Linked DNA regions of Mus musculus: regions 2, 3, 4 and 5 are each linked to region 1. The links are chromatin contacts, called in public promoter capture Hi-C maps. All regions are on one chromosome and are shown on one strand. The core of a region is the stretch at or near the end of the contact, and the rest is flanking DNA. Distances in the headings are between cores, read along the strand shown.

Region 1 (6,050 bases), core at 1,646-4,145:
ATTTCCTGAGAGAAGCCACTAAGAGGTCTAGTAAGAGAATATTTGCTCTACAGCAACTTTTTTCATAGTTAAACAATGAAGTAAAGGGAAGGGCACATGCAGTGTGTGTATCAAACTGTATTCACCCAGTGATATATATTAGCCATGTTAGACTCAGTCTCCAAAGAGACTTTAAAAATTCAAGAGGACAAGAAAAATCTCACTTCTCTAGTAGTCTTGGCACCTGAACAGACTGTGTGTGGAAGAGGCATTCAAAGATGGTATCAGAAAGTCCAATCCCTCCCTTACCCGTCTACAACCATAGCTACTAAACAGGCATGGCTACTAAAGCATCATGCACGCACTTCAACAGCTACGAGCCTGCAATTCTTTTCTAACAACCATTAAATACTAAAAGAAAGGAAAACAGAAATGCTTGGTGGTCAGAGCCAAGCCTAGGAAGAAGCCTGGTCACATACAGATTTCTGACACTTACTCAGTGTTTGCTTCTTACTGCATGTTTTTCTCGTTTGTCTTATGTAGTGGGGCGGGGCAGAAGCAGCTGCTCCAGCGTGCATATGATGTCAGAGGTCACCCTTGCGAGGTGTCCAGGTTTGGCCATGAGTGCCCTGACAATTGGGTTACTTAGGCTAACTCCTAAAAGCAAGCTGCTCTCAACCAGAGGTGACTTTTGTGCCTCACCCTGGGGACATTTGAAAATGTCTACAGTCTGTACTGTCACTACAGGAGAGTGGTAACTAGGATCTAGTTTACAGAGGTCAGGGATGTCCCTCAAGACTCTACAGTGTACAGCAGTGGTTCTCAACCTCCCTAATGTGTGAGCCCTTAACACAGTTCCTCATGGTATAGTGAGCCCAACCATAAGGTTAATTTTATTGCTACTGTTATGATTTGTAATGTAAATCTCTGATATGCACATGCAATTCCCGAGGAAGGGTCGCCAGACACCCCCAAAGGGGCTGTGACCTTGGGGTGGGAACTGCTGGCTCAGAGGACAGCACTCTACAACGAAGGACTGAGTGGTGGGAGTGGTTCAACACGTCAGCTGACAGAAATGCTGCCAGGGAGCCCTAGCCACCACCTCGTTCCCTCTCTCTCGGTTTTCTGGCTTAAACACCACGGGATTTTAGGAAAGGCGAGCCTTGGCGTGAGAACCAGATGCTGAGTAGGCAAGCCCCTCTGTGTCTGTGGGTTTAAAGTGTTTACGGATCCAGCCAACCTTGCCTCACCTGGTAAAATGAAGCTGTAATTACTTGTCCAGCGGTCTCTCTGCTACCCAGACACAGACTTTCCCCTTGCTGTACTCCCTAAGCAATACTCTACTGCAACCAGTGACATTAAATGGCACGTTGTGAGTAATCTAGAGATGATGTGAAGGGCACAGGAAGACTGCACAGTTTATATGTAAACACAGAGGAAACCTGAACGTCCATGCACTTTTCGGTACTGGGAGGGATAACAGTAGCACTTATCAGAAGTATCTGATCCCAACACGGGGAAGCTGGAAGCAATCGTCAAAGTCTTGAAAGGGTTGACCTTCAAAAAAATAAATAAATTTCTAGTGCTGAACACAAAAATGTAACTTTTCTATTTTCCAGTCCCTCAATCCAAAAGTAGAAAATAAGCCAGGGAGTTAAAAACAAAACAAAACTTTCTTTAAAGAAGTTCTATTATCTAGTAGGCCACCCTTCAGTGAGAGAAGAGCTGCTGCAGTCGTTAGGGGTACTCACTTGGGAGGCAGGAAACCTGAGTTCTAATCTCTGCTACTTAATTATCTGTGCAGCTTGCGTAACTCATCACCATTTCACCTGTCACGGCCCCAGGCTCATCTGCAAAATAAGGAAGTTAGGCTAGATGGGTACTGGCTGTCTCTTCCTGTTCCAGCATCTGATTAACATGTGCAGTCAGTCAGTCAGTCTGTCTCTCTGTCTGTCTCTGTCTGTCTGTCTGTCTGTCTGTCTCTCTATCTCTCTCTCTCTCTCTCTCTCTCTCTCTCTCTCTCTCTCACACACACACACACAGTCACAGCCTGCAAGTTCAAACTCCCAATAGTAATTCCAAAGTGAGGCTGTGCTTTGCTACTTTAGAACCACAGTAGGCCCTTTCACGGTTTTGAAGAGCCAAATAAATTACTAACACTTTAAGAAAAACCAGTCTCGCAATGTGCAAGAACCATCTATGCTAGTAATTGAAAATTTGAGGAATAGAAGTTAAGGCATCACGATATCGTTCGGGATGCGAAAATGAAGCAAAAAACTCACACCCAAAGACGTCAGCCTGGGAAACAGCTGAATAATTTATGAGATCCACACAATAAAACAGGGGGCCCAAACGAGATCAATGAATTTTAAAATCACAACTTGTCTCATTTTAATGTAAGTATAAAACTAAATACTGGTGTGTGGTTAAAAAACTTGGTGGTCTTAGCTGAAACAGAAACAGGCCCACACAAGAGAAAGGGAGTTGGTGTGCCGAGGCCGTCAGCAAGGACCATTTCCTCCGCTCGTCTGTATTTACTTTCCGTCGCGCAGGGCTCGCGGGTGGAGGAGGGCGCCGAAGTCGCGCGCCACCGTAACCCTGGGCGCTCACCCCAATCGGCGCGAAGCGCGCGCGCCACGGGAGCGCGCCCGGCACCGCGAGCCCGCGTGGCCCAGACCAGCGAGCATCTCCTGGGACGCAGGCCCGGCTCGAGCCGCTCCCCGCCAGCCCGGACCATCCGCGGCCTACGCCAGCCGCTCCCACCCGGAGTGCCTGCCCGCACCCATTCATTCCTCCCAGGCCGCGGGCTCACCTTGCAGCCGGATCCAGAACGCTCACAGGCCGGGCTTCCGCGGACGCGCGCGCCGAAAACCGAAACCGCCCCCGGCAGCGGCTTTCCCATCTCACCCAATCAGCGTCCTCCTTGCCTATGGCGACCCGCGGGGATCAAAAACAGTCAGAACGCGTTAGTGAGCTGGCTTCCAAGACCGGGTTTGTTTAATGGTACCGTCGGCACCCAGCCAGGGCTTGAAGTAAAGGTCCGATATTCTGATATTCTCTCTTTTGCCAGAAAATAGAATACGAAAGCAAAACAACCAACCAAGAGCTAGAAGTGATCTTGTGTGTGTGTGTTTACAGTAAAGAACCTTAAAATATTAAGAAACGGAAACTTACAGTTAAAACGATGGCTGTTGAGCACCCCGAAATAGCCTTAAATAATTTAAAACAAATACAAGTTAAAAGCCTCAAACCCTCAAACTAACTTCTGCATATAAATTAAATGTATGAAGAGATTGTTTCCATGGGAATGCTGAAACAAAAAAATAATTCAAGCAACTCTGAATTATAACGGCATCAATTAGAAAACGTTACAAATTAGTTTAATTGGAAACTGCATGCAGATACTATTTAAGTAGTGTATGGGAACTTGGTTAGGGATACTTCATGAATTCTTAATGCATGCTTTTTATTTATGGAAGAAAAAAAGTCACAGGAAGACAATTTCTTCTACCCCCACGATCTCTTTATATTTTAACTTATATTTTATATTTATATTTTAAATTTTAATTCTGTTTCTGTTGTTTAACATTCAACAAAGTTATAATACCTTCAAACAACAGCTACATAACCCTGATAAGTGTTACAGGATCTAAGATGCAGAATTGTTTTCTGAAACACAAAGTGGATTCCTCCTTTTCTACGTGCCTTTGATTGATATCCTGGACAGTGATCTACCTGCCTTTGGTTGATACCCCAGACAGTGAACAACTGGGTGGAATTTGGAAAAGAACAGGAACATCCTTCTGTCTGTCTGTAAAATTCCAGTTGATGTCAAGACCAAATAATTACAGACATTGATCAAACAGCATTTTAGGCTCTTGAAATATAAAATTAGGAACACAGGTAAAGTCACATTTAAATCAAAGAAGGAGCACGCTATGCCTTGTCCCTAAAATAAAAACTGCTTTATAGGTCAAATTGGGGGCTGAGGATTTAGCACAGTGGTAGCATATCTAGTGTGCATGAACATCTCTGGCACCACAGCGGTAGTGGCATAGTGGCGCTCACACCTGTAATCCTAGCACCCAGGCATGCGTGCAGGAAAATCAGAAATTCAAGATCATCCTCAGCTACAGAATGAGTTTGAGACCAGCCTGGGCTATTTGAGACCTTGTCTAAAAAAAGAAAAAAGAAAGAAAAATCAAATTGTGCTACATACTACATTTCTTACTGACTGTAATTATGATATGCGTATTATATAGAGAGATGAAATAGGTAGGTAGACATAGATATAAGCATAGCTGCTCTCACGTTAGCACAGAGCTGTGATGCAGTCACCGAGTCTGGCTGGTGAACAGGCGGTGAGAAGAGTTTTGGGGGCCTGGTTCATCTGCAGAATAGTTGCCACTGTCTTCGAGGGCACAAGTCTATAAAGTCACAAGGCAACAATTGGTTGGACCAACAAATGTATAAATCTGTGGTTATCCTGAGAAACCCCTCAGCAGCTTAGAACTGGCCTTTACCAAAACACCAGACAGCTTCCCACATTCCGTGTGTGCACTTGCCGGCATCTTTTACGTATTTACAAGAAAAAAAAATGTGTGCAAAACTTCTTCCAGATTCCTGTTGAAAAGCCAGTCTTTAAAATCCTGCACATAACGTTAATTTATTAGGGAGACTTTTTAACATCATAAAAATAATTCAGAAAAGCTTAGCTCAGTTTACTTAGCTCAGTGCTGGATTAATATGCCTGAATTATTATACAGAGGTTAGGGTTGTACACTGATATATTCTGTATGGGTTTTGGCACATGCATAATGTATGTGTCCACATTTATAACATAAAGATACTCATTTATAACATTATAGGGAACACCCTCTGGGCTTCAGCCTTCCTCTCGGCCATGCCAGTCACGTGTTACTTTCCTTTCACGGTGATTTTGTCCTTCATAGTGTCACTGACTTGTCACCCTGTGACCAAGCCTTTTCAGATCGGCTTGGGTCCCTCCAGGCCTTCATAAGTCGTGTCCTTTAAGTGTTGAGTAGTAAACAATCTGCTCAGATCCAGCACAGTGGCTTTCACTCACTCACTAAGGGTCAGCTTGGTTGTGTCCGAGCTATGGCAGTTACCAAAAGGGTGTTATAAATATCCCTACGTAGGTGTTTGTGCGGAATTAGGTTTTGAATCTTTAATTTTAAAAGATTTTTTTTTTACTTTATGGGAATAACTGCTTCCCCTACACATGTGCACCTGCATGTGGGTGCCTGTGCAAGAAGAAAGCGATGGGTCCCCTCAAGCTGGAGTTGTAGGTGATTGGGGTGCTAGGAATAGATCTTTGGTCTTCTGGAAGAGTCACAAGCACTCTGAATCTCTGAGTTTCCCTCCCCAGTCCTGTAGTTAAGTTTTAAGCCATTTGGGCAAACGTTAAGGAACGGGTGCTGGGTCATACAGTAGGTGTTTAGATCTGCAAGGACTGCTGCCCTGTCTTGAGCGCATCTCTCCCTTTCCCAGGCCCCCAGCATGGAGCTGTGCCCTCTGCTGCTCCTCATCCTTAATAGTACCTCACGTCCCCGGTGTTTCAGATCTGGGCCACTCTGAGGAGCATACTAGAGAATCTTATTGCTGTCCTAACTTACAGTTTCTTACTGACATGTGATGTGGGTGGGGCATACCTCCTTATGTGTGGTGACAGATGGATGTCTTCTCTTGTCATGCATCTGCTCCGGTCTTTGGTCTATTTTTGACTTATTGTCAAGTTAGAGGTGCACATATATATGCCAGAGGGCAATGTTCAGTGTCATTTCTTGGAACACACACACACACACACACACACACATTTAAAGAGTTATTTATTTTGTGTATGTGAGTACATTCTCTATCTCTTTAGACACACCAGAAGAGAGCGTTAGATCCTCTTACAGAAACTTGTGGGCCACCATGTGGTTGCTGGGAATTGAACCCAGGACCCCTGGAAGAGCCGTCAGTGCTCCTAACCACTGAGCCATCTCTCTGTTTTGAGACAGGGCTTGCTTTCTCAGTTAAGATGGCTTACCAACGAGCCTATGGATCTA
Region 2 (6,088 bases), core at 882-3,381, 1.9 Mb before region 1:
GGCGGCGGGAGTCTCGCTGGCCCCCTCCCCCGCCCCAGTCTCCCTACCATGTCCTAGAAAAGGTGAGTGCAGCAACTGTCACTTTGCACCGACAGTGGTGGGAGGGGGCCGAGGAACGCAAGGGAGAGGCCCCGGGGTGCCAGGGCCAGTGCAGAGGGGAAGCGGGTCGGCTCAAGGAGGTGGGCTGCCGGCAGTAGACCAGGTGCCCGCCAGGCCGGCCCGGGACACGGGTGCTGGGAGGCTGGCGAGCGCGCGGAGGCTGCTCCGTGCCATTCTAACCTAGATTTTGCAAGGAGCTTCGATCCAGGGCAAAACCAGCTCTCCCTAAAGGAGATAAAAACTTAGTAAAAAGAGCCCGGTCCATTTCTTTAATAATGAATACCCACACTGGCTGAGTTGCAGCCACTGCTGCTTGGCGAGCCCGGGCCGCCGGGTCCGGAACTCCCCTAGCTCCAGCTCGCCACCCGCGCGCGGCCCCGGGCGTGATCGATGCTGAGAGTGCTCTCCCAGCGCGCGTGACAGCTACCCTCCCGGGAAAGTTGGGACACTCGGCGGGGGATTCATGTGTGTAGGGGCTCCAGGGCCAGCTCTACGCTGGCGACTGATGGGCACTGGAGTCCCAACCAGCTTGTCGTCTCCGCTGCAGTTTCTTTTGCCTCTGGGGAGTGTCCTGCTGGAGTGACTGAGACTTCCAGTCTCCTTGGGCTTGGGATCCGGGATCCTGAGGTTTAACTAACTGTAAGGAAAGGAGGGGCCTTTGGGCACAAGATGCCCTCCTCCTTCTGGGGCTTCAGCTCCTGGCGAGTGAGGGTGAGCCTGAAGCTGCACAGCTGCCGCCGGCGGCCTGCGGGTCGCCAAGGGCCAGGGGACCAGATTTAGGTGTGTATATCACTGGTGCTGACTCCCAGCCAGCAGGGGAGTCCAAAGACGAGCCTCAAACCAGTCTAAAAGTCCTTAGAAATTAAAGTTAAGGAGTCCATCTTTCGGCTTAGCAAGTGCAGTGCTTGGGTGGATGGGAGGGAAATCAGGGTTGGGCGAAGGAAAGGGGTCGAAATTTCTTCGCGCAGACAAACGATCCTTAAAAAATAGTTTTAGTGTCTCCCCTCATCCAGTATACCTGCCCCAATTATGTGCACCCCTTTCACACATTATAAAGTGAATATCCTCGAGATAGTAAGCTTTCTTGCATATTGAACTAGTGGAAAAATCCAGGACTAAAGTAGTATAAGTACAGTAACAAAATTATCAGGCGCCTCAGCTCTTGACCCTGGCACTTTTTTTTTTTTTTTTGGCAGGGGGTGGGGTGGAAGGAAGGCTGTGTTTAAAGGGGTTTGGCTGCACTGAAAGCACCCGCTTTTCCTGCGTGGTTAACACAAGGAAACTGAAATCGAGTGGGAACGAGATCCTCTGTCTCTCCGACAGCGGAGATTAAGGCTGCTCGGCGGGAAGGTAACTCTGAGAACGGGAGGGGGCGGGAGCAGAGCTTCAGGGGTCCCGGGGACACCCACCCGAGCAGTCCTAGGCCTGAGGACGCTGTGGGAGGCGCCGGGTGTGCACCGCTGTGGCTCACCTGGCGCTGCAGGTGGAGAGAGCAAGGGCTCACCATCTAGGCTGCTCTAGCGTCACCATGCTTTCCCCTTCTCTCCAGATTGCTGTGGTCGCCAGGGAGGGTGGGGGGGGGGCGACAGTTGTGTAGGTGAGAAGTTTGGGGCGAAGGAGCAGAGTGGGCTAAAGGGTAGCGTGTGCAGGGGTTGCCCGGTCGGGGCCACCTCCGGGAACCAGGAGAACTCGCCGCCTCTGCGGCTTTAAGGAAGCTGCGGAGTCCAGGCTGTGTCGCAGCAACTTTGTATCAGTCATGTCGCCCGCCTGGTGACTGACAGCCCCTGTTGCCCAATGAGAAGCGCGCCTGGCCCGCACAGCGTGGAGCCTTGTTTCCCCCTTGGCCAATGGAAATGGCTCCAGCGGGCGGGACAGCGACCTGAACTTTCTGGACATGTGACCCGGTTTAAAAGGGCCGGCTTTCCACTCCCCCCTCGGGGCTTTCGCCCGCCCCCTCCTCTTGGCCCGCCCCGGCCCTGCCCCTGACCCCTCCCCTCAGCTCCTGCGCACCCGGGGTGTCATTGGGCCCGGGAGAAGAGAGCCAACTTCAGGCTGCTCAGAGGAAGCTTGTGCAAGTCACCTGGGCGCCAAGCGCTGCTGTCTTGGGCTCTCCCGCTGCAGGGAGAGCGGCACTTGCTGGCCTGGATGTGGTTGGATGTAGGGGGGCTCCGCAGCAGGGGTGTCGTGGAGGTGGCAAGCACTGCAACAGGTAGACGGCGAGAGGACGACCCTGGCCAAGGCAGGTGTGTAGGGGTGCGCAGTGGGGCGTCTCTGGTCCAGCCCGGTGTGCGACTGTGGCAAGGGTGGCTTGCACTTTGCAGGGAGAAGCCGCTGCGTAATCCGGAGGCACAGTCAGTATGGTTCTGTGTGCTTGTTGTTTTGTTTTGGTTTTTCATCCCCCACACCCTCCCCACCCCCACCCCCCCCCACCCCCGGCTGGCTGAGGACTATTTTGGGAAAGTTTGGCCACTTTGGATAAATGCCCTCTAAAGAGCGGCTTTTAACCGCCTTTGGCAGTGGGCGGTCTACCACCCTCCCCTTTCCCCAAAAATGAATTTCAGATCGTTTGGCTCTTGCAAATTTTAAAGGACGTTTGAATAATGTTTCTTTCATCTATCAATTGCGGAAGCTCCCCAGTCTGAGTGGGAGGTGTAGCCGATAAGGGCAGTTGAAGGAGCTAGATCACCATAGATCTTGTATGAACGAGGTCTGGAAAATCTTGCGTTCCCAGTTCCTTTATATTTGGGGAAACTCTAGGGGATTCTTAGGACAGGGACAGACAAGGGATGAAGCTACTTTGGGTGGCATCCTTTTCCAGATGGGTTTTAGGTACATGACTTTTCCTGCTGAATTTTTAAAAGACGAGGTTTAAATCATAATGCTTCATCATACCATCTGCTTTATTTATTTATCATATCGTAGTTCGGAAAACTTTTGCTAGCAGAAGAGTTATTAAAGCCGCTGAGTTTTAAAGACACCAAGCTGCATCTTAACATCGCGGGTCTTCACTCTGTAGGTACTGTTATTGGTGATATTTACATAGTAGTGATAACAGCATTCTCCATCTATGTAGTCCTCCCTTGGAGCTTTAATTCCACGTTTGACATCATGGCATGCTACCTACCATTTGTGTCATGAAATACTTTCGGGAGTTTAGGAGAGACTAAAGCTAAAGCAAAGCTTTTTCTTTTATGGAAAGCTTTTTCCTTAAAGGAAGAGGGCAGGTGAGAGGAGAGAGAGAGAGAGAGAGAGAGAGAGAGAGAGAGAGAGAGAGAGAGAGAGAGAGAGAGCAAGCTGATGCGGCTCATTGGGTCAAGCCAGTGAGCAGAACTCATGTGTGCTTGGCTCTAACTGGTTCTCCCACTCTCTTAGGTGACCTTGGCAGGTTTATCCTTCATCTATAAGAGGGGAAGGTAACAGTCTTGAAGAGCAGAGCAACTCAAACTAGTTTCCTGAAGTTATCTGCCTTCTAAAGCAGCCCTCAAGGATGGGTCTCTACTGTACCACTCCAGGACAGTAACATAACTGGGGAGAAGGGGGAAGATGCCATTAAGAAGCAGATATGTTTTGAGCAGCATTAAAAGTGAAAGTTTCCAGAAAAGATACAAATTCCCAAGAATCTCTAATAATTCCTGGGGGGAAAAAAAGAAACTACTTTGTTATGGAATAGGGCAATTTAACAGACTATGAAACAAAGTTTTAAACTGTTTCCTTTGTGCTAATAGTATTTAAGGAAATATATTATACATAATATATTTAATTTAATTTATGCATATATATACATAATTCTGAGCTCTAGAGAGATTTGTATACCTAGCATATGGCTCATTTAGGACAATAGTGGCAAGTGCCCCTCAGGATATTAGTGAGTCCTTTGCACACATACATGTAAACATGAGCACGTGTATGTGTATACACACACACACACACACACACACACACACACACACACACACACGTAAAGCCTGTTGGTGCTTTCCCTTATCTATGTGGATATTTTTGTGTTCCTTTTGCATGGAAATAAAGGTCCGCAATGGCCCAAGCGTCTCTGCTACAGTGTTTCTGGGAAGCTTAGAGGCCTGCTTTTCCCTAAGCTAGGTACTCATGGAACTCCCTGCTTTATTTTATACTTAGATAACAAAAACCTTTCCCTTTACCCTCAGGATAAAGTTTTATGAGGATCATACTCATCAAGCTGTATTTTTAGTATTCATTGGTAAGTTCAGGTTGACTGAAGTACTCTTCAAAGCCATGATCATTGTGTCAATTCTAAAATGTCAACCCCAGTTTCCTGGACAACACAGGAAATAAATTTCTAACCTAACTCATTTGTTTATTAAAAAAAATACTAAAATAATAACCGAGGAGAAGTCACCATAAAATATTTCAGTAATCCTATTTTAAAAGCATCTGCTCTTTACAACAGTGTTTACAGGGAAATCGTTCACGTGCCAGTTGTTGCCCACCCTTCTGGGTTGGTTGCCAACCATCTCTGTTTCCTTTGAGAGGTAGGTGAGGAGACAGATGACGATACCTTGAACAAAGCCAATTTAGATTCTAGCAAAGCGTCTGGCAAACTCTTCACCATATTCCTGTCCATAATTCTGTGAAATGCAGTTGCCTTTAGGAGAATGTTTTGGGAGTCCAGGGTTTGGAGAACCAGGACTTCAGAAGTTGATATCAGCTGTCTGATGTTAGCTGATAAGCTGCTTCCCTGTAGAGAAACTGTGGCTGGTGCCCACAGCTTCCAGGAAGGATTCTACTGTGAGCTTTAAGGAGATTTATAGACCTGGCATATGACTCATTTAGACAATAGTGACAAGAGCCCACTCGGGATATTAGTAGGTCCTCTCAACAACAACAACATGTACAGAGGTAAATTATTTTAGGGGTGCTGGATTAAAAGCACACTACTTTCTCCATTTTAAAATCTTCCAGGGCTTTTGAAATCCAGATTTTCATTGTGAGACCTCATAGAAAGCAGTGTTCACCTATCCCAGAAGAGAGTTGGGCTGGTGAAGTTCTGGAGAAGGGTCTATGTGAGTCCCCTTCAGACTCAGGGCAGACATCCCTGTTGCTTAGGATGGAGGGGAGGTTGAAGGCTACAGCTAGGAGAGTTGGAGGAGGTTCCTTGGGAAGCCTTCTAATGAGGAAACAAAGGGGCAACTTCCCTTGAAGGCCTTTGGGGAGCTCATGGTACAGGAGAGGCATATGAGTTTGGTGATGTAGAGTAGGATGCATATACACGAGTTCTCTTCTGAGCACACACATAGTTCTTGTGAAGGTTAATAGATTTGAACCAAAAACACATATATCTCAGCTGTATACATCAATCTTTGGGAGGGAAAGAACAGAATAGTCTCTGTACAAACAAGCAGCATGTAAAAATATTCACCCCATCTTCAAATTTATTGCTCTGACTAAATGAGTCTTCAGAAGAGTAAAAAATGCCCACTATTAGCAATGATTTGGGTCCTAGTTCATGTATGTGTGTGTGTATGTGTGTGCGTGTGTATGTGTGTGTGTGTGTGTGTGTGTGTGTGTTTCAACTTTTACTGGGTTTTTGTCCATATTTACCTTTTTTGGCTGAAATTGCCAGATTACTACCTCAATCTTTCTGATTTGATTTATTTTCTACTTTTTAGAAATTGATTTTTGATTAAGAATTAATAGAATAATGTTCTTTAAGTGAAAGCATACTACATAATTGGTAGGTTTTTAAGGTTCACAAATGGAGTATTGATTATAGTATAATAGTTAAACATTTTATTTGCATTTTACTGTCCATCTGGGACACAGTGGTAAAACTGATAGTTTCTAACTACTCATAATTTAAAATCTACTGTAGAATACAGAGAAGTCAGGGGCAATTGTGATACTCTGGCAATTTGTGCCTTACATTTCATTATAGAGGTTTGTGATGTGTAGTATCAATTATTTCGTTAAGTCCTTATATTATTTTGTAATGTTAATTTAAATTCTGTAGTAA
Region 3 (6,053 bases), core at 3,110-5,609, 1.3 Mb before region 1:
GGGGCTTTTCGTGTTTGCCTAACTGAAATAAAGTACAGGCCACTAAGTCACAAAGGCCTCAATCTATAAAGACTTAGTCTGGGCAGACCCGTTCTAGACCTGGCTCGGAAGGAGCAAGGACCTCTCCTTGTATGTGATGGGAGCAGGCGGGTCACACAAAGCCTTACAAGCTAAGTTTACCTCACATACCGAGAGGGGCAGGTAACAATGGTTAGGACTGCTGCTGACACCATTTCCCCTACAGTTAGACATTCCAGGCTCAATACACCGGAAGGGAACATTCACGAGTATGAGAACTTAATGAATCATAGATGCCTTATACTTTTTCCCCTAGAAAGCCCACAGTTGTCTAAACTGCTCTGAAAGAGGACACTGGTTATTCTACAGAGTGCGGAGGAACGACAAAAGCAAGAACTAAAAAGCCAACTGAACAAAGACTCCATTGAAGTGAGTGGATGATCTCCACTCTCCCACATAAGTCACTGACTCTCCTCTCCAAAGCCCCTCCCAACCCAACCACCCATCCCCCACGCTGTTGTCCAAACCCACCCTACACACCATCCAATACTCCACCTCCACTCTAACCATCTCTCTCCGCTTACATCAGGCTCCCATGAAACACCTCTGTGGCTTCTCCAAGAGAGCATTCCGATTTTTCACCTTAATCTATAATCTGAAACTGACCCTTTCCTGTCAGTCTGCTCTTACATGAAACCTCCCTTTCAGCCACCTCACTCTTCCCGGGCTCTGCAAGTGTTCCGGTTTCTGCTCGTCTGTTTCCAATCTGACAAAGCTCTCTTCCTTATTATAAGACATCGCTGAGCTCTGAAACGCCAGGGATCTCTCTGCTCTACCACAAACTTGTTGCTGAGAAGGTCGGGATACTTACTGTCACATCATCTTTTTACTCTCTTGGGCTTCTCTTTTTACATTTTATTTTTATTATTTTTGTCATGTATATGTGTCTGGGGAAGGTGTATATGCATGCAAATCCAGGTGCCACAGAGGCATCATATCCTCCGAGAGCTGGAGTTACAAAGGATTGTGAACCACCTAATATGGGTGCTAGGAATCCAACTCTGACCCTCTGGAAGAGCAGTATGTGCTCAAGTGCTGACCTGGCTCTCGCTCCAGCCGCTCCACAGTTTAATTGGTTTTTGTTTGTTTGTTTGTTTGCTTGTTTAAAATAGGGTCTCACTTTGTAACCCAAAGTGACCCCAAGCCAGGAATCCTCCTACATTGGCCTCCAAACTTCTATGACTGCAGGAGTTCACTTCCACAGCCCAGGCTCGACTTGTATCGTTTCATATCCTTTATTTCAAGAGCTTGGCAGAGTACAGATAGTTCAAAACTGTTGCTCAGATTAAGTGCCGAAACCATCCGTAAAGACAGGACTTCTCTGTGGTGTCAAGAGCATCAAACTGTCGAAGCTACCTCCTGCGGCCACAGAACTCACCAACAGGCCTTCAGGCCCTACAGGACCCCAGCTCCCTTAAATATTTATGGAAGAATTAAAAAAAAAAAAGCTTCAAGACATTCGAATGACAAGTCAAGGTGCCTTGCAGGCCAATGAAGAACAGAAATCACTTAAATGCACCACCCAAAGAAAAACACAAAAGGCACAGAGTAACTGCAAACCAAATTATAAAACACCAAGAAACAGGCGACCTGGCAATCTTGCCCAGTTTGATAACTGCTCTTTCTGCAGACCCTTCCCCTAACGAAAAGTCCTTTCTAGACTCTAGACTCCACAGTTCCGGAAAGACAACTGGTTAAGTGACCTCATCCGCAGGTTTCCAAATTCGAGGGAACTTGACTTGTGCTGCCAAGAAGGGCCATGGGGGAAGCATGGCAAGAATTGCACTACCCGCCCCGCCAAGCCAGACCCCACAGTGAAAACCATCGCCAGTTCTCCTGATGAAGCCCAGCCTTTCAATCTCTCCTAAGAACTAGGAGACAACTTTAATGTGCCAAGTGGGAAAAGGCCAGGGTCTTTCCAACTTGCCAAAATGGTGTACACCAACCCTTTTATTCTTGAGGGGAAGAGTGTAAAGTTAAGGATAAGGATAGAAAAGATAGCGCTGTCTGGCTGCTCCCTTAAATGAGATCATCCATTTTGTGTCTCATCTTTAATCATACGCACAAGGATTAAAACACAAGTCACAAATTCCAGAAGGTCTACCTTCTGAGGAGGAGGAAAACTAGCCCCCCCCCCCCCCCCCACACACACACACACACACACTGGCTGCCTCAGGGACGTGAGGCATGCTTCCTGCCAGTGGAGCAGCTAACATGCAGTCACAGAAATAGCTTTCTACCTATGGCCAAACTGACTGCCATCTGCCCCTCTCCTAATCTCCCTAGCTTCAAAGGAAGCTACTAGCCAACAGACCAGACTGGGAGATGCCTGACACCCGAACCCCAGAGCCCACATAGACACGGAAAGGAAGGTCCAGCTCCGAAGCTGTCCTCTGACCTCCCACGCGTACAATGGCTCAAAAGCACACACACAGTTTTTAAAGAATAGGTACACGTATGTCCTCATCTACTGATGCTGAACACTGGCCATGGAATCCTACACATCCACTTCCCAGTCCATGGATGTCCGCACACCTCCCTGCCTCTGGTCATTTCTCCACATTTACTGACTCTCCCTCTGTTTCCCACCTAGAACAGAAAACCTCAAAGCCAAAGGCCTGCACAGCCACCAAGCAAATAACCCACTCATCAAAAAAGTGATTTCCAGTCCCAACTTTGAAATACGGAAGAGGTCACAGAACCAAAGGAACCTTGGAGATGGTCCAGAGAAGTTGAGCGACTTGCTTCCCAAATTACAGGGATGGCTCCACTAAATTCTTCCCATTAAAAAAAATATTTCAACTCATTCATTAAGTGAATATTAACTAGGCCAGGCACTTGATTGGGTGGATGAGAATGTACACTCAGTACGTTTTAATCTTCCTGGACACAAAACGGTGGGGTGAAAATGTACCTGGGGTGTTTTTTCCAGGGGTGCTGTCTACAAACAAATGGAATAAACGCCCAGAGATGGAGAGTATTGAGCCAGGGAACCTAACCAACCCAAGAGGATAGGTAGAGCACCTATGCTTGGCTCCTGCACTATCAGGCCTTTTAAGGAGGGAAAGGGGTGTTCGCAATAACTCAAGGAATGAATTCAGGGTTCCAGGGTGGCCTGGATGCCAGCACCTGGTCCTGGAGAACGCCCATTTATAGAACATTACAACCGTTTCTGCACAAATTTCAACCAGCCTCTACTCCTAAGACTCACTACAGCTTCGATACACCTCTCTTTCTGTTGTCTTCAGAGGTGGCTTGAGGGTGTGTTAGCTTGCTTGTTTGAATACAGATGGAACTGAGGTGGCCAGCTTCGAGCATGAAGAGTAGAATTTCCTACTCACAGGCACTTCTCGCAGGCCAGAACCTGGAGCAGTCTGCCCACTGACCCTTTCAACCCCTAATCTTTGAACCCGCCTCAGCACAAGACAGAGGAATGTGCAGAAGGCAGCACAAAGCCAGGTAGACTTTCTGGTTTAGCTCACGAGGGACGTAGGTCGGTGCTGTCGCGCAAGGCAGAAAGGGGATACATAAGAGGTGTAACTTAAAGGACTTTTGACGATATCAACTACAGGCAGAGTCCCAAAGCATTTCCAAAAAAAATTACTTGGAAATGTTAGGAGACAAAACTATCAAACTGATTGATGTCTCTATTTTGCGGGAGACTGGAAGCAGCGTTAGGGCGCAGTAAAACCTGACTCCGGAGCAGAGCCTCCATTCGCTCCGGCCGGCGCCAAAGCGTGCTCAGCTGGGCCAGGCGGGAGCCCCGGGGCAGCTCCCACGCACAGCTCCTCGCTCCCGCGCCACCGAGGGCCAGGATCGGGGAAAGGAACGCGCCCGAACCTCCTGGGAGAGGAATGCCCTGGAGCTTATCTTATCCCCTAAGGAATCGCCTATTCCTCCAGCCCGGTCTTAGGAGCACTGAGCCATCCCACTTGGCCGGGGAAGACGATCCTCCCGCCTTCCTCGCCACGCCGCAGCCCGAACGCGAACAGGACCCCGCTTACTTTTGGTGGCAGAGATGAGGTTCTTGCCGTCTTTGATGAGCTCTTTGATGAACTTGTTGGTCCTCTCGAGCTCCGCTTCGTGCGCGCGGATCCTCTCCCGGAACCACGGGCTGTCGAGGTAGCAGTCGCTAAACTCCAGGGGCTGCAGCCCCATGACTGCGGCGGTGCGCGCGGGCGCAGGCCGAGCTGGGCTCCCAGGCGGCGGCAGCGAGCGGCTAGCAGGGCTGAGCGCGCGGCGAGCGCAGCACGGTCATGTCCAGCCCAGCCCAGCGACCCTGGAGAGTACGCGGCGCAGCTCCCCAATCCCGGCAGCCCCCGGCAGCAGCAGAGGCCGCCGCCCGGCCCCGCCCCGCCTCGGGCGCGCCCGCCCCGCCCCGCCCCCGCCCGCACGCCCCTGCTCTCCCGCCCGGGCGCCTTCGGCTCTCCTCCTCCCTGCCCTTCCCCGAACGCCTCTTCCTTCTCTTCCCCACGCGCAGTCGCCCCTCCTCTTCCTTCCGAGGCAGCGGCGATGGAGAACGTAGTCTGTGCCCTCCACCCCCGGACGCCTGCACCTCCCCGATCTCGGCTCACAAGGTCCAGGTGACTCAGGCTGGTCCCCGAAGTGGACGCCTGACCGAACGGGATGGTGGGTTTGTAATAGCAGGCCTCGGTCCCCGAGATCAGACGACTTAAAAGTCGGGGCGGGTGGAAATGATTGACTCATTTTATCTGTGTACCGAAGGAAGGGTGCTTCGCTGTGCAAGGGCTCGCACGCCGGGTGCTCTCTCTCCTTGTCTAATCAGCTGCCTTCGCGGGAATGCTTAACGTCTCCAACTCAGCGTGGACTCTACAGATTCTAGAACATTTTTCTTCGTGTCCATACTGAATGGCTTAGGACAAGGGAGCGTGTGGCTAAACCGCGTTGACCCTGCTTGTGTTCTATTCTGGAGATTAAATTTACACGGGTAGGAGAGGCGATCTGCTAAAAATAGCCCGCCGAAAGTAAATGCCAGACTTTTTGTGGTTTTTCACCATGGGAGGCTGCGTGGACAAGTGTGAATTCGTGTCAGTGCGCCCACAAAACTCCTTTCCTATTCCATGCGTTCTAAAGCAGAACTCAATACCTTCCTCAAATGTATACAGCAAATCTTACACTGGAGACACTTTATCAACTAGCAATTTTTAAGCAATTAACATGTGCCAGGTGCACACATGGCATACATTTTTCACAAACTCACAACACATGTTTACATGTAAAGGTTTAATGATGGTAATAGTACCAGGAAACTTCAAAGTGATTCTTTAAAAACGTTCCGACTGAGTGCAGTAATTAAGAGTTTGTTTGGCCCGTGAGCTGTAGGAGGAGTCTTAACCCTCTGGGAAGCATCTAAATATGCCTACTCTATAAACTCTGTTAAATAACAGCACCATTTGAGTGCCACAGATGAGGCCACTTTAATGTCCATCCTCAGACTTCAAAAGACTTTTACCAATAACTCCTAGGCAGTTTGAAAGGTTCATTTCCTACTAAAATCAGCAAGGAGTCTACCGAGGAAAGAAAGAGGCAAGGGGGAGGGAAAAACTGGAGACTGAATTAGGGCCTGGCAAAAGAGCGAAACACACTCCAGGCTCTGCAGAAACAAAACCCTAAACCCAGGCAGGAATATGGTCTGAGGCTGCAGTAATCCTCGATCCCATAAGCTGAGGCAAGAGGATAGAGAGTTTAAGGCCAACCTGGACTACCTGGTATGAGGCCAGGCAGGGCTACATAGCAAGATCCTGTCTCACAAACAAAGCTGGGGGTGGGGGTGGGAGTGGGGGAGTATTGGCTTGAATAAGAATGATTCCCACACAGGATTGGGCTTCTCTGTTTGAATGTTAGGTCCCTAGTGTGGAACTGTTGGGTGGGGGGGAGGGAGGGGTAGGTGGCATGGCTTTACTGGAAAAGGTTTGCCTGCAGGTTGGCTTTCAGGTTTTAAAAGCCCAAACTGT
Region 4 (6,057 bases), core at 1,309-3,808, 1.4 Mb before region 1:
TTTAGATGTTTCTCTAGACTTTCCCTAGCTGTGTCCACCCTTGACAACCTGTGAGGTCTCCCTTAGTGTTTTCACAAGGATCCACAGCAACGAGTGTCCTGCTACTCACAGGCTCCACAAACTCGAACTTCTTTCTTTCTTGGATTTCCTGGAGCTTGCACACATATTCAAGCGAGAGCTCGTAGAAATGCTGCCGGTTCTGCTCCACTTGGAGGTCGGCCTGTGTTAAAACAAGCACTGTGAGTTGACCCCACGGCAGGGAGCTATCAAGCTGGAGGTCAATGGCCTGGTGCTGGCCGTGGTGCGGGGCTTTTATAAACTTGTGTTAGAACTCATGTCTTACTCATTGTTACTCTCCTGCCACAGCAGGACAGAGCCACTGCTACAAGGACATACAGAAAAGTCTTCCCAAACTCTAGAGAAGAGCTTGATGACCCTCAAAGACTGAAGATTAAGGAAAACACTTCTTCCTGGAACAGTCAAAAGCCCCGTCGACACCACCTGCACACACACACACACACACGCGCACGCATCCACACACAGGCGCACACACACTACACACGATGAAATATAACAAAAGGGGACAAATCATATTGGGTAACATGAACAGCTATAACGCCAGCACTTGGGAAGCTACGGCAGGAGGACATGTCCAGGGCTAGACTGGACTACACAGCAAGATCGTGGCTTTAAAAAAAAAAAAGGAAGCAGATCCCGGTATGGCACACATGGATGGACTCTTAGGCTCTCAGATGAAAGGCAATGCACATCAGACATAAAAAGAGAAACTCCTACACATGAGGGAGCTACGACAGACCAGCAGAATGACAGAAGGACGGACGGTAGGGCTGGGAGCCCAGGGGAAGTCACGGCTTCCCAGTCAGGGCTTCTGCTTGGCTAGGCACAAAGGTCTGGAGACTGGTGGGGAACGGCTACACAGCCAGGTAAAGCAGTTAGCCAATGCCTGCGCAATATTCGAATGGCTAAAATAAACTGGAAGAAGATAAATATTTTCCAACACATTTTCAGAAGTTTATAAAAACAAGTGTAGTATTTGTCTGGTACTTTTAATTGAAAGTCTTTGAGTAACATAAAGTTTAAATGTCAAGTGAGCAAAATAAGAGCTTCTACCTAAAAGCCATGACGTTTTGTGTCTCATTATTCACCTACCAACAGTATAACCCAAAGCCAAAACCCTTAATCCCGCTGAGCAGTTAAACTGTGGAGTTGAAAGCAGTGGTTGGCTCACGTGACGCTCATGAGGCATCACTGCCTGCAGAGCGGAGAGTCATGCCCTCACGTGTCCTCGGTATGACTTGCCCTCACTCTGCTGAGCACCTTGCATCTGAACGTTCTGAGCAGCCAGAGCGGCTGGGCCCTCCACTGTATGATTCCCTCTCCAGATTCCCGAGCTCACAGTGAGCTCGCCACAATATTCCAAGTGTACATAGGAGCACAGAACGATTCGAGTCTACAATGCACTAACTTTTCCCGCCATGTTACGATTTGGACATGGCCTACATATGCCCTGTAAAGCCTGGCCTCTGACACGTCATTCTTGGGGGTGATGGAATCTTCAAGAAACGAGGCCTGCTCCGGGGTCATGGAGGCACTACTGTTGGAGGGATTAAGATCTCATGGAAGTGGACGAATTCCCACGAGACTACATTGTGTTAAGAAGCCTGGTACCTCCCCTGAATCTCTTACATAAACACTGTCACATGAAGCACATGACCACAGTGAGGACCCCATCAAAGCCAAGCAGACGCCAATGTCATACTCTCAGCTCTCCAGAACTATGAGCTAAATAAATCTGTTTTGTTTATAAACTCTCCATCCATAGGAGTTTTATAACAATACAAAATGAGCTTGCACACACAGTAAGCAAAAGCTGAATGAATGAATGAATGAATAAACAACTGTGTATTATAATCCAATTGTAATTCTATACATGCAGAAGACAGGAGATCAATCTCATGCAATATTACTAAAATATTATTTCTTTAGTGATATTTAAACTGAAATAGTATCCTTTGTCTCCTGGGGGAAAACAAGCATTAAAAACCAAGAAGGATGTAATCTTCTCCCAGAGCCAGTATGTGTTGTAGTACAGAGGCTGTCTAGAACTCAGGAACGTGGGTGGTGGGTGGAGGTGAAGGTCCTTGTGTCTGAGACCCACAAGGCGGGAGCAGCAGCTTCGAGGAGAGATACAAAAATGACCAACACCAGGCATGCTGCAACAGCCCTACTCTCCTCGTATCAACACCAGGCACGCTGCTGCAACAGCCCTACTCTCCTCGTATCAACACCAGGCACGCTGCTGCAACAGCCCTACTCTCCTCGTATCAACAAGAGGGCAGAATGGCTTACAAGTCTCTGCGCTCTTTAGGGTCTACATGATGAACAAGAGAGCTGTTTTCAAGTGGGCATCTGTACGACTGTGAAGAGTAGAGAGAGCAAAACAGAAATGAAACTGGAAGTGCCGTCTTCAGCGCCTCTTCAAGCTCAGGACTTGCAGTTTACTCATCTCTGAGACTGATGACACTGCCAAAGCCATACCTCACTGTGCACACATCCTGTTTGTGGTTCTCGCTCTGACAGCACTATTCTAGGCAGAATGGATAGAGGACTCTGAACTGTAGCCTTCAGAGGGCATACGGTCACTGAAGGGAGCCATGCAACACTACCTAGGAAGCGTAAGAACAATAAGCCAGAAGAGGAGGCCGTGTGGACAGAGAGCTGGAAGGAGCTCTGATCTGTTATGCATTGTAATGCTAAATACTGGCCCTGGCTGCCCCAGGGACGAGGAGACCCTTATGGCATCCAGGTGCTGCTAGGAAACCTTGCTCCTTTAGCTGCTGGGCAGGAGAGGTGGGTTCCGGGGGTTGGGGGTCTGAGGAGAGGACCACAGGGGAGAGAAGATACTGTGGGATAAGGGATCATGAGAACTGACCAATCAGAGTAAGAGCTGCCCAGCCAGCCATGGCAAATCATATCGCAGGGTTACTGGCAGGGACGTAGTCATAATAAACAGCATAGATTCTGGGTAGTATCTGCCCAGCTCTGGTGCTTTAAAGGTTTATGATAAATATAAAGGTTGAGTGCCTTTTATCTGGGAACCTAGTGATCAAAAGTAGGGTAGAAACCCCGATTGAAATTAATTATTACCATAACACACATGACCTGAGTAGAAGCTATTTGAGCCAGTATCTGAAGGAGACACACATGTGGATCTGAGTTAAGACATAGTAGGCAGGGGTCAGGGTATGCCTCTGTGGTAAAGGGTGCAAGCCCCAGAAAGAAACGGGCTTACTCTGAGCAGGTGTGCAATGCATGGCACAAAGAGTCCTGGGCAGGTGTGCAGTGCATGGCACACAGGGTCCTGAGCAGGTGTGCAAGTGCATGACACATGAGGTCCTGGGCAGGTGTACATTGCATGGCCCTATGGCTTCTGAAGTCACCATCTCCAGGGCTTTCAAAGAGGAATGAGAAGGGGCCACGTGCTGGTGGAAGGAGGTGGAGTGTGGGGGCCGAGGCTGCCTCCTGCATTATACACGAGAAACGTTTAGAACAAGATGTCTAATTAAAGTGATGTGGAGGTGGAAATTAGTTTGAGGCATAAAAATCCTCTCTGAAGTAATTGAAAGTGAGAATGCAGATAATGGAGAAGAGGGGCGAAAACAGCAGTAGACCAAAAAGTCAACAGCTGCCCTTGCCGAACAGACTGGGGGGGGGGGGGGTCATGGGGGGGAGGGGGGGGGTCATGCACTGCAGGGCTTCCTGCAGAGTCTGGGGTGGAGGTGGTGGCATGACCGCTGCAGGGCTTCCTGCAGAGAATGCCACAGGCTGAGGCAACAGCCTGGAGCATCAGGTAGAGCCACGCATGGCTTCCTACAGTGACTGCAGCAAGGACAGGGCAGAGCCCCACACCTCAAGCACTGTAGTGAGGCATAATCAATACAAAAGCTATCTTCTCTTTATAAACTATGAAATATCATCCAAACATCAAAGGTATAATAAACACAAAAGGAAATATCACTTGTAGATGTCAAACAACAACGTGTGCCCTCGTGGAGTCTGTCAGAAAAGCATACAAGCTTGATTTCCTACTATTATCCTCTGGGTGCTATGTCAACAAATACATACACTGTAGAACATTATGCCCAGGTTCGTTTGTGTTTAAGAACAAGCAAACGGACAGAAAGCAGTTTTATGCTTTTGTTGGGAAGTCATAATCCTATATGGCACATCACATTATTGCTAATAAAACTTCGGTTCTAGGCTAAAGAGGTGGCTGAGTGTTTAAGGTATAAGACACTCAGTATTGACTATTGAGGTATTGAGGTCTTCAGTAGCTGAAGGGAAATGGAGAGTGTATATATGATCATATGATCATACTTCATGTTTGTGTGGTGTGTGAGTGTGTGTGTGTTCTCAACGATAAAGAACTATTTCTTCAGAAAAAAGAAGTGCATGCTGATCTTATGTAAGTCGTGCTCCCAGCACTCCTGGCCAGGCGGGTCACACCAACAGGAACTCCAGCTCCAGAGGATTCACCACTCTTCTGGCCTCTGTGGGCACTGGCAGTCATGTGTACACATGTACACATACACTGGCATTCATATGTACAGATTCCCCCATATATACATATATATATATGTAATTTTTAAAAAGTAAAAGAGATCTTTTAAAAGCCTATTATAAATAACTGTTATTAGTCAAGCCTAGGAAAGGGAGGAAAAAAGTCAAAAAAATTTAGAAAAACCTGGGGAAGCTGAGATAAGATATAAATTCCTTTCTGCTTGCATACTGAGGAGGAGGAGGAGGAGAGAAGAAGGAAAAGAAGAAGGAGGAGGAGGAGGAGGAGAGAAGAAGGAGAAGGAGGAGGAGGAGAAGGAAGAGGAGGAGGAGGAGGAGCAGGAGAAGGAAGAGGAGGAGGAGGAGCAGGAGAAGGAGGAGGAGAAGGAGGAGAAGGAGGAGAAGGAAGAGGACAAGGAGGAGAAGGAGGAGGAGGAGGAGAAGGAGGAGGAGGAGGAGGAGGAAGAGGAGGAGGAGGAGGAGGAGGAGGAGGAGGAGGAGAAGGAGAAGAAGGAAGAAGGAAGAAGGAAGAAGGAAGAAGGAAGAAGGAAGAAGGAAGAAGGAAGAAGGAAGAAGGAAGAAGAAGAAGAAGAAGAAGAAGAAGAAGCAAACTCAGCCTATTAACAGCAGTAGAACAGATCCACTTGTCAACAGGACGCTCCCTGGCTCTCCGAGACTAATGGTGTTCTCACATCTAAGAGACAGAGTGTAGGCTCACACAGTCCGATTCATCAAGACAACGTGAAAGCCAAAAACAGGCCTAGCTGAGTCTACTGTGTGGGCTTTGTTTGTTTGGGGCTTTTTTGGTTTTTTTTTTTTTTTTTTTTTTTTTTTTAAGTTTTCAAGAAGCATTTTTCTGTGTAGCCCTGGCTGTCCTGGAATCCACTGTCTAGACCAGGCTGGCGGTGAACTCACAGAGCTCTGCCTGCTTCTGCCTCACGAATGCTGGGACTAGAGGTGTGTGCCACTGTGCCCTGTATGAGTAGCTGTATGTGTCCCCTCCAACACTGACTAACATCGCTCCTGTGAAAACCTCAGAGCCTAACATTCATTCTTATCAATCAATACTGTAGGACCTCCATCGCTGCCCCGTTTCACAGAACCCCACTCCGAATTCACTGCGCCATCTGCTTTTTCCTGTGCCTACACAATCTCAGGTGAAAAGTTCTCACAGGTAAAATACACTTTTAAAAGGGCAAATCCACAAGAACCTGTCAGGAATACCTCCTGCAAGTGTGAGTCCTTCTTCCTGGCAGACAGCGTCAAGTGCTTGTCGATGAGACTGTAATTCTTTTCCGTCTCTTTGTCAAACTTCTTTTTTTCTTCCTACAAATGAAAACCAGACAATGGTGATTACACATAATCACATAAGTGACATGTACAGTTAACTTACCAGAGGATAAAAATATGAAAATATGTGTAAAATAAAGCAAGGGGCGCGAATCATGGCGGAGCTTCTGAGACAGCGCCACTCTCTGA
Region 5 (6,012 bases), core at 2,444-4,943, 1.3 Mb before region 1:
CTAGCATGTTTAAAAGACACACAATCCAGGTACTTTATTTACAAGTTTTAAGCCTAGATTGGGCAAGATTGGCGCTATTGACTTGTTTCCCAATATCCCTCGTTACTTGCTGTTTTTCCTGGCCATGTGCTCAAAGTCTGTTTCCTCTCATGGTGGCTTTCTCCGCCCTATGTCTCCTTCTTTCTCTTCTCTCTCTCTACCTTGCAATCCCCAGTCAGGTAGCTGAAAACCTGCCTACCTCTATCTACTGCTCGATGACAGACTTTAGCCTTTGTTTTGTTTTGTTTTATTTTGTTTTGTTTTGTTTTGTTTTTCAAGACAAGGTTTCTCTGTGTAGCCCTGGCTGTCCTGGAACTCACTTTGTAGACCAGGCTGGCCTTGAACTCAGAAATCTGTCTGCCTCTGCCTCCCAAGTGCTGGGATTAAAGGTGTGCGCCACCATGCCCGGCACACTTTGGCCTTTTATTGACCAATTAACTTGGGGAGCAAAGTTATATAGCATCATTTGGTATGCATGAGGTATACATCATTTGGTATCCTCATCCTTGAGGATCTCCTCGTGAGGGGGGGGGGCAGGTATCAGAGGGCTAGTATTTAGCGTTTGAATACATAGTAGTACCAGTCACTACAGGAGACCTCAAAGCCTGTCCCTACAGGGACACATTTCCTCCAACAAGACCACACCTACACCAACAGGGTCACAACTCCTAATAGTGCCACTCCCTATGGGCCAAGCTTTCAAACATATGAGGCTATGATAGGGGTCATAACTATTCAAACCACCACATCCTCAGAGCCAGAGTTACAGGAGTTTGTAAACCATCCGATGTGGATCCTGGAAACTGAGCTTGTCCATTGGAAGAGCAGTACATTCTCTAAACCACTGAGCCATCTCTCCAGCTCTGGACCTTCAACTCTGACTTGATAAAAGTAGAACTGGTGCACTGTGCAGGATGTAATGAGTAAATTCTTCAGTAGAGAAGAATTGACACTGGAATGCTGCCCACAGAAACTTTATTTCTCTATGGTTTGTTCTTTTCCTGCTTCTGTCATGGAGACATGCCCCCTCTGAGAACCATTCATGTACTCTAGCTGCTTCAGGTTCTTGGGTCAAGTCAAGGAACAGAACAGATTAAAAAAAAATCAGGGGCTGGAGAGATAACTCAGTGGTTAAGAGCACCAACTGCTCTTCCAAAGGTCCCAAGTTCAAATCCCAGCAACCACATGTGGCTCACAACCATCCATAATGAGATCTGACTCCCTCTTCTGGAGTGTCTGAAGAAAGCTACAGTGTACTTACATATAATAAATAAACATATATATATATTTTTTTAAAAAAATCAGAACAGAACATAGGAAACTTTGCCCTGTGGAAGAAGAAAGCCTTTCCGTAGGATAAGATAGTTTGCAAAATAAAGCAATTCAGCTGAAGCAGAAATTCACATGGTGATAGAATGACTAATCTAGTTGCTGTGGACAATAGGCAATTTATGGGAAGAGGGGTTGTCTTAGTGAGGGTTTCACTGCTGTGAACAGATGCCATGACCAAGGCAACTCTTATAAGGACAGAATTTAATTGGGGCTGGCTCACAGGTTCAGCGGTTCAGTCCAGGCAGGCATAGTATAGGAAGAGCTAAAAGTTCTACATCTTGTTCCCAGGGCAAACAGGAGAAGACTGACTTCCAGGGAACTAGGATGAGGATCTTAAAGCCCACACCCACAATAACACTCTTCAACAAGGCCACACCCACTCCAACGAAACCACACCTCTTAATAGTGCCATCCCTGGGCTAAGCCTATTCAAACCATCACCAGAGGTTATTTCTGAGTACGGTTTTAGGGAACACAATCCTTTATAGTAAGAAGGCAGGGGTTGCAAGAACCAGAGATAGCTGATCTCATCGAACTGCCAAGCAGAAGAAAGAGAGTTGGATAAGCCTACTAAACCCCAAGGCTGGACTCCAGTGATCCAATTTCTCCCCGGAAACTCTACTATCTTCCCAAATAGCACCACCAGTTCGGGACCAAGTGTTCAAACAAACACCACTCTCTCTCTCTTAGTTTCTTTTCCTGTTGCTGTGATAAAAGACTCCGACAAAAGCAATTTAAGGGAGAAAGAGATTGTAGGGAAGCCAGAGCAGCAGTCGCTGGTCAAATCATTGTCACAGTCAGGAAGCAGAGGGTGCTGGGTATACACTGTTGCTGGGTTTTCTTTCTCCACTAATACAGTCCAGGATGGCAGCCAGGGAAAGGTGTTTACCCACAGTAGGTAAGTTTTTCTACCCCAATTAAAGCAATCAAGATAATCACCCACAGCTATGACCAAAGGTTGGACTCTGGGTGAGTCTAGATTCTGTAACATTGCAAACCAAAGTCTCTGTCAAGGACTGGGCTGTGTCTCTCTACCCAGCCTCAGTCTATCACCTCTAAATTATACAGGATGCAAATAACATTATACATCTTTGGTTAAATGTTTACGGGAGTAATAACATTTTTTAAGGTTTAGATAATTTCTAAATGTTTCTAGATAATGCCAATTAATTACATTAACTATGTATATATAAGTAAAATGCTTTTCTAGATTATTACATTGTATAGTTAGAGCACCCTTATGAATTAAGCCAGGAAGAGAGCTTTATTAGGTCTGTCTGAATGTCTCAAGGGAGGGATGCTAGACTGGAACGAGAAAACCCTTCCCACAAGCCAATTAGTCTTTATGTTCTACTCAGTTCCATTAGGTATAGAGGCCTGCCTCTGTATTTCCATCTCACTAAATACTGTATAGTTAAATCCTACATTGCTTAATACACAAAGCATCAAACAAGGACGATATGAATAGCTAGGAAAATACATAGGCAAAATTAAAGAGCAGGAGAAACACTTTTCATCAAGTGCAAGATATATTAAAATTGTCGTTCTGTACATATTCAAATAATTGTGATTAGTTCCTGTCTTCGAAGACCTTTCTTAGGTACATAGGTATCTGCTTACAAGAGTGGATCAGACAATAAGATACTAGAGAAAGCAAAAAGACACATAAAGGATGGACTTGGGAGAACTGGAGAATTTTAGCTTAATATCCAAAATGGTGTATCCTCCATTTCACATTGTTAACCACTGTATGCACCGCTAATCTCTTCAAAATGGGAACAAAAAATAGCTTTCGCTATAATTTCTATACATTGCTTTAAAAGTTTGGATTTATATCTTAGAGGCCACACTTGACATCAGTCTTCTTTGTTAATGTGCATGTCATCAGGAAATTCAGACTCGGCCGTACCCATCCCACTGTTCAACCTTGAAGCAGTTCTCCGTGATGGCCTTTTCCTTTTTTTTTTAGAGTGTGATCCCAAGTTCCACCTCACTGAGTTTTGTGAGAATACTTAATACTAGGAGAGTACACAGTGATTAATTTAAGGAGCTTTTATTTCGTTTTGCAGTAGTGAGTCTGGTGCGATGAGATTCAGAAGGCCTGGAGCTTCGCACAAGCAGGACTAGAGCAGGGTTTGGAATTCGCAGCCGCACTCTCCAGGAGGCAGAGAGAGGGTGGAAACCTTTGGTTGCAGTCTGCCAAAAAACCCCATTCCAGAAAATGACTTTACAGCCTAGTACTCCAAGACCATAGTGGGCCGCGGGGCGCTCCCTGGTGTGACGTCATCACAGCGCTTCGCCGCAGGATGCGCGCGCAGCCCTGTCCGCCGCTGGGAAGGCGGGGCTTCCTGCTGTGTGCACCCAGTGCCTCTGTGCGTCCAGTTGCTGCGACCGGCCCAGGGAAGCGCGCCGTGGAGACTCTTTTCCCGGACGAGGCCATCCTCCTTCGTGGGCTTCCGAGCGAGACTTATCCATGCCGAACTCGAGGCCCAGGCCCCGCCGGGGCGCCGGGGGTGGCGCAGGTGCGGCCGGCCGGGACCGGCTGGTGGCACGGTCCTTGCAGAGTGCTGAGCACTGTCTAGGTGACCAGGACTTCGGCACTGCTTATGCCCATTACCTTCTGGTGCTCAGCCTGGCGCCAGAGCTAAAAGACGACGTGAAGGTGAGGCCTTATTTTTTTCAGTGGCTAGCAAATCCTGTGATCTGAGCAGGAACAACAGGGTATGGTGTGTGTGTGTGTGTGTGTGTGTGTGTGTAACAGAGACGAGAGACAGGGAGAGACAGAGACACCGAGACATACAGAGACAGAGACGGACTCTCCAAGCATCGAATTACTATAGCCTACAGCCCATCTCAATACAGCCAGGTTTTAGTAACAAAAGTCAAAAGTTGTCACACATCTGTTTCAAAATTTCTGCCTCACTTAAGATTCCAAAGGCCTTTTAAATGGGATAGGACTGGGTAGTTCTTTTTCCCCTCCAGTATCTAATTTAAATTAGCCCTGCCTTGTAGGCGTTGCATTATCTTGTGTAGAAAGAATGCTGTGTATCCTGAGGTTGGATAAAGTGTTCAGTCATAAGGAACTTTTAATATTTGTTGATTCGTCTTACTTGCATCAGTTAACCGGTTGAACTACTGTATTTTTTTTTTTTAATGTTAGAATCTCAATTTCAAAAAGTAACTTAATTGCATATACAGTTTTAAGCTGTGGACAGTCTTGCTTTGTTTAGTCCAGAGTTTCTCAACCTGACACTGGTGACATTTTGCACCAGACAGTCCTGTGTCTTCCTTCCTGTTTCACAGCACGGTTTGTCCTCTGCCCACTAGATGTCAGTAGCATTAGGCTTTTGTAGTCCAAAGAAATTTCAGGACCTGTTGGTTTACTTGGAAATATGCTAGTATGTTGGGTCGTTTGTTCCTCTGTGTAGAAAGTAGTAGAATAGTGTGTGTTCCTCTGTGTAGACAGTAGTAGAATAGTGTGTGTTCCTCTATGCAGACAGCAGTAGAATAGTGTGTGTTCCTCTGTGTAGACAGCAGTAGAATAGTGTGTGTTCCTCTGTGTAGACAGCAGTAGAATAGTGTGTGTTCCTCTATGCAGACAGCAGTAGAATAGTGTGTGTTCCTCTATGCAGACAGCAGTAGAATAGTGTGTGTTCCTCTGTGTAGACAGCAGTAGAATAGTGTGTGTTCCTCTATGCAGACAGCAGTAGAATAGTGTGTGTTCCTCTGTGCAGACAGCTGTAGATAGTGTGTGTTCCTCTGTGTAGACAGCAGTAGAATAGTGTGTGTTCCTCTGTGTAGACAGCAGTAGAATAGTGTGTGTTCCTCTGTGTAGACAGCAGTAGAATAGTGTGTGTTCCTCTGTGTAGAAGACAGCAGTAGAATAGTGTGTGTTCCTCTGTGTAGACAGCAGTAGAATAGTGTGTGTTCCTCTGTGTAGACAGCAGTAGAATAGTGTGTGTTCCTCTGTATAGACAGCAGTAGAATAGTGTGTGTTCCTCTGTGTAGACAGCAGTAGAATAGTGTGTCTGTTTTCTGACAAGGGACTGAGGTGCATATTTTACATATCAAAGTGGATCTGGCCTCCAGGTTCTCCCAGCATCCCTCAGTCTCTATCTGGCATATCCTGCCCCCAACCCTGAACTTTCCAGCCCAGAGGCTGGGCTGCCCCTTCCCCAGAGGCTCTTCCCTATATAACCTAGACATTTTGGTCCCCTCCCCCTTCTCCTCCTTCTCTCTCTGCTCCTAAACCCTTTCTTTCGTTCCTCTTCCCACCATCCCCATGGCAGCTTCCCTGGCCTCCTTCCTTGGGGCCAGTGAACTCGCCCACCTGAGAGCAGCTTCCCAATAAACCTACATTTGATTAATCTAACCTGGTTTGAGTTGGCACATTTCACTGGGAGAGAAATAACTTATCATAGTGGACCAACACAATTCTTTGCACAGTTCTAGCTGCTGCTTCTGAGAACAGACAAGATAAATAGTGTGTGTTGAAAATACATATAAAATTTGGTTGCATGTAGATCATCAGTGGAGTGCTTGTGTTGGTAAAATTTTATTCAGGGGAATACATAAGCTGTACCTGCCCTTCCTCCTAAAATCTCACAGACAGACAGACAGGTCTCTGCAGGAAGCGGTGAG

The links. Promoter capture Hi-C pulls out the DNA fragments that hold promoters and counts their contacts. Capture Hi-C pulls out chosen DNA fragments and counts their contacts.
Region 2: a contact with region 1 is called in a promoter capture Hi-C map of adipose tissue, with 3 times the contacts expected there. The contact joins the promoter of Nr3c2 here to the promoter of Lsm6 in region 1. A contact is called at or near these places in 4 of 39 promoter capture datasets (the C10 cell line, liver and pre-B cells), 2 of 484 Hi-C or Micro-C datasets (regulatory T cells and uterus), 1 of 115 datasets of contacts at active chromatin or transcription factors (astrocytes) and 1 of 9 other capture datasets (adipose tissue).
Region 3: a promoter capture Hi-C map of liver shows a contact between it and region 1, with 2.3 times the contacts expected there. The contact joins the promoter of Arhgap10 here to the promoter of Lsm6 in region 1. A contact is called at or near these places in 7 of 39 promoter capture datasets (3T3-L1-derived adipocytes, the C10 cell line, cranial neural crest and 3 more) and 1 of 9 other capture datasets (liver).
Region 4: a contact with region 1 is called in a promoter capture Hi-C map of pre-B cells, with 5 times the contacts expected there. The contact joins the enhancer-like site here to the promoter of Lsm6 in region 1. A contact is called at or near these places in 1 of 39 promoter capture datasets (pre-B cells), 1 of 484 Hi-C or Micro-C datasets (CD4 T cells) and 1 of 115 datasets of contacts at active chromatin or transcription factors (embryonic stem cells).
Region 5: a contact with region 1 is called in a promoter capture Hi-C map of neutrophils, with 4 times the contacts expected there. The contact joins the promoter of Prmt9 here to the promoter of Lsm6 in region 1. A contact is called at or near these places in 9 of 39 promoter capture datasets (the C10 cell line, embryonic stem cells, hippocampal neurons and 6 more), 1 of 484 Hi-C or Micro-C datasets (B cells) and 2 of 115 datasets of contacts at active chromatin or transcription factors (astrocytes and pro-B cells).

The regions. Positions count from the first base shown.
Region 1 is chr8:78,818,257-78,824,306 of GRCm38.p6, forward strand. Lsm6 (LSM6 homolog, U6 small nuclear RNA and mRNA degradation associated) reads right to left here and starts at 2,896. Exons shown (of 5, transcript NM_001191004.1): 1 at 2,792-2,896; 2 at 1,731-1,829.
Region 2 is chr8:76,900,199-76,906,286 of GRCm38.p6, forward strand. Nr3c2 (nuclear receptor subfamily 3, group C, member 2) reads left to right here and starts at 2,132. Exons shown (of 9, transcript NM_001083906.2): 1 at 2,132-2,342. It overlaps Gm10649 (predicted gene 10649), which reads right to left and starts at 423. Exons shown (of 2, transcript NR_028579.2): 1 at 1-423.
Region 3 is chr8:77,513,548-77,519,600 of GRCm38.p6, forward strand. It overlaps Arhgap10 (Rho GTPase activating protein 10), which reads right to left and starts at 4,360. Exons shown (of 23, transcript NM_030113.2): 1 at 4,083-4,360. The coding sequence starts at 4,236. It overlaps 0610038B21Rik (RIKEN cDNA 0610038B21 gene), which reads left to right and starts at 3,509. Exons shown (of 1, transcript NR_028125.1): 1 at 3,509-5,031.
Region 4 is chr8:77,420,528-77,426,584 of GRCm38.p6, forward strand. It overlaps Arhgap10 (Rho GTPase activating protein 10), which reads right to left. Exons shown (of 23, transcript NM_030113.2): 5 at 5,803-5,904; 6 at 110-220. Among named protein-coding and RNA genes, the nearest start is that of 0610038B21Rik, 94 kb to the right of the region's middle. Within about 2 kb of position 2,559, at least 155 of the 459 cell types and tissues checked have an H3K27ac peak or open chromatin away from gene starts, as enhancers often do. A contact at or near this core is called in pre-B cells, where this site is marked.
Region 5 is chr8:77,545,704-77,551,715 of GRCm38.p6, forward strand. It overlaps Prmt9 (protein arginine methyltransferase 9), which reads left to right and starts at 3,694. Exons shown (of 12, transcript NM_001081240.3): 1 at 3,694-4,033. The coding sequence starts at 3,845.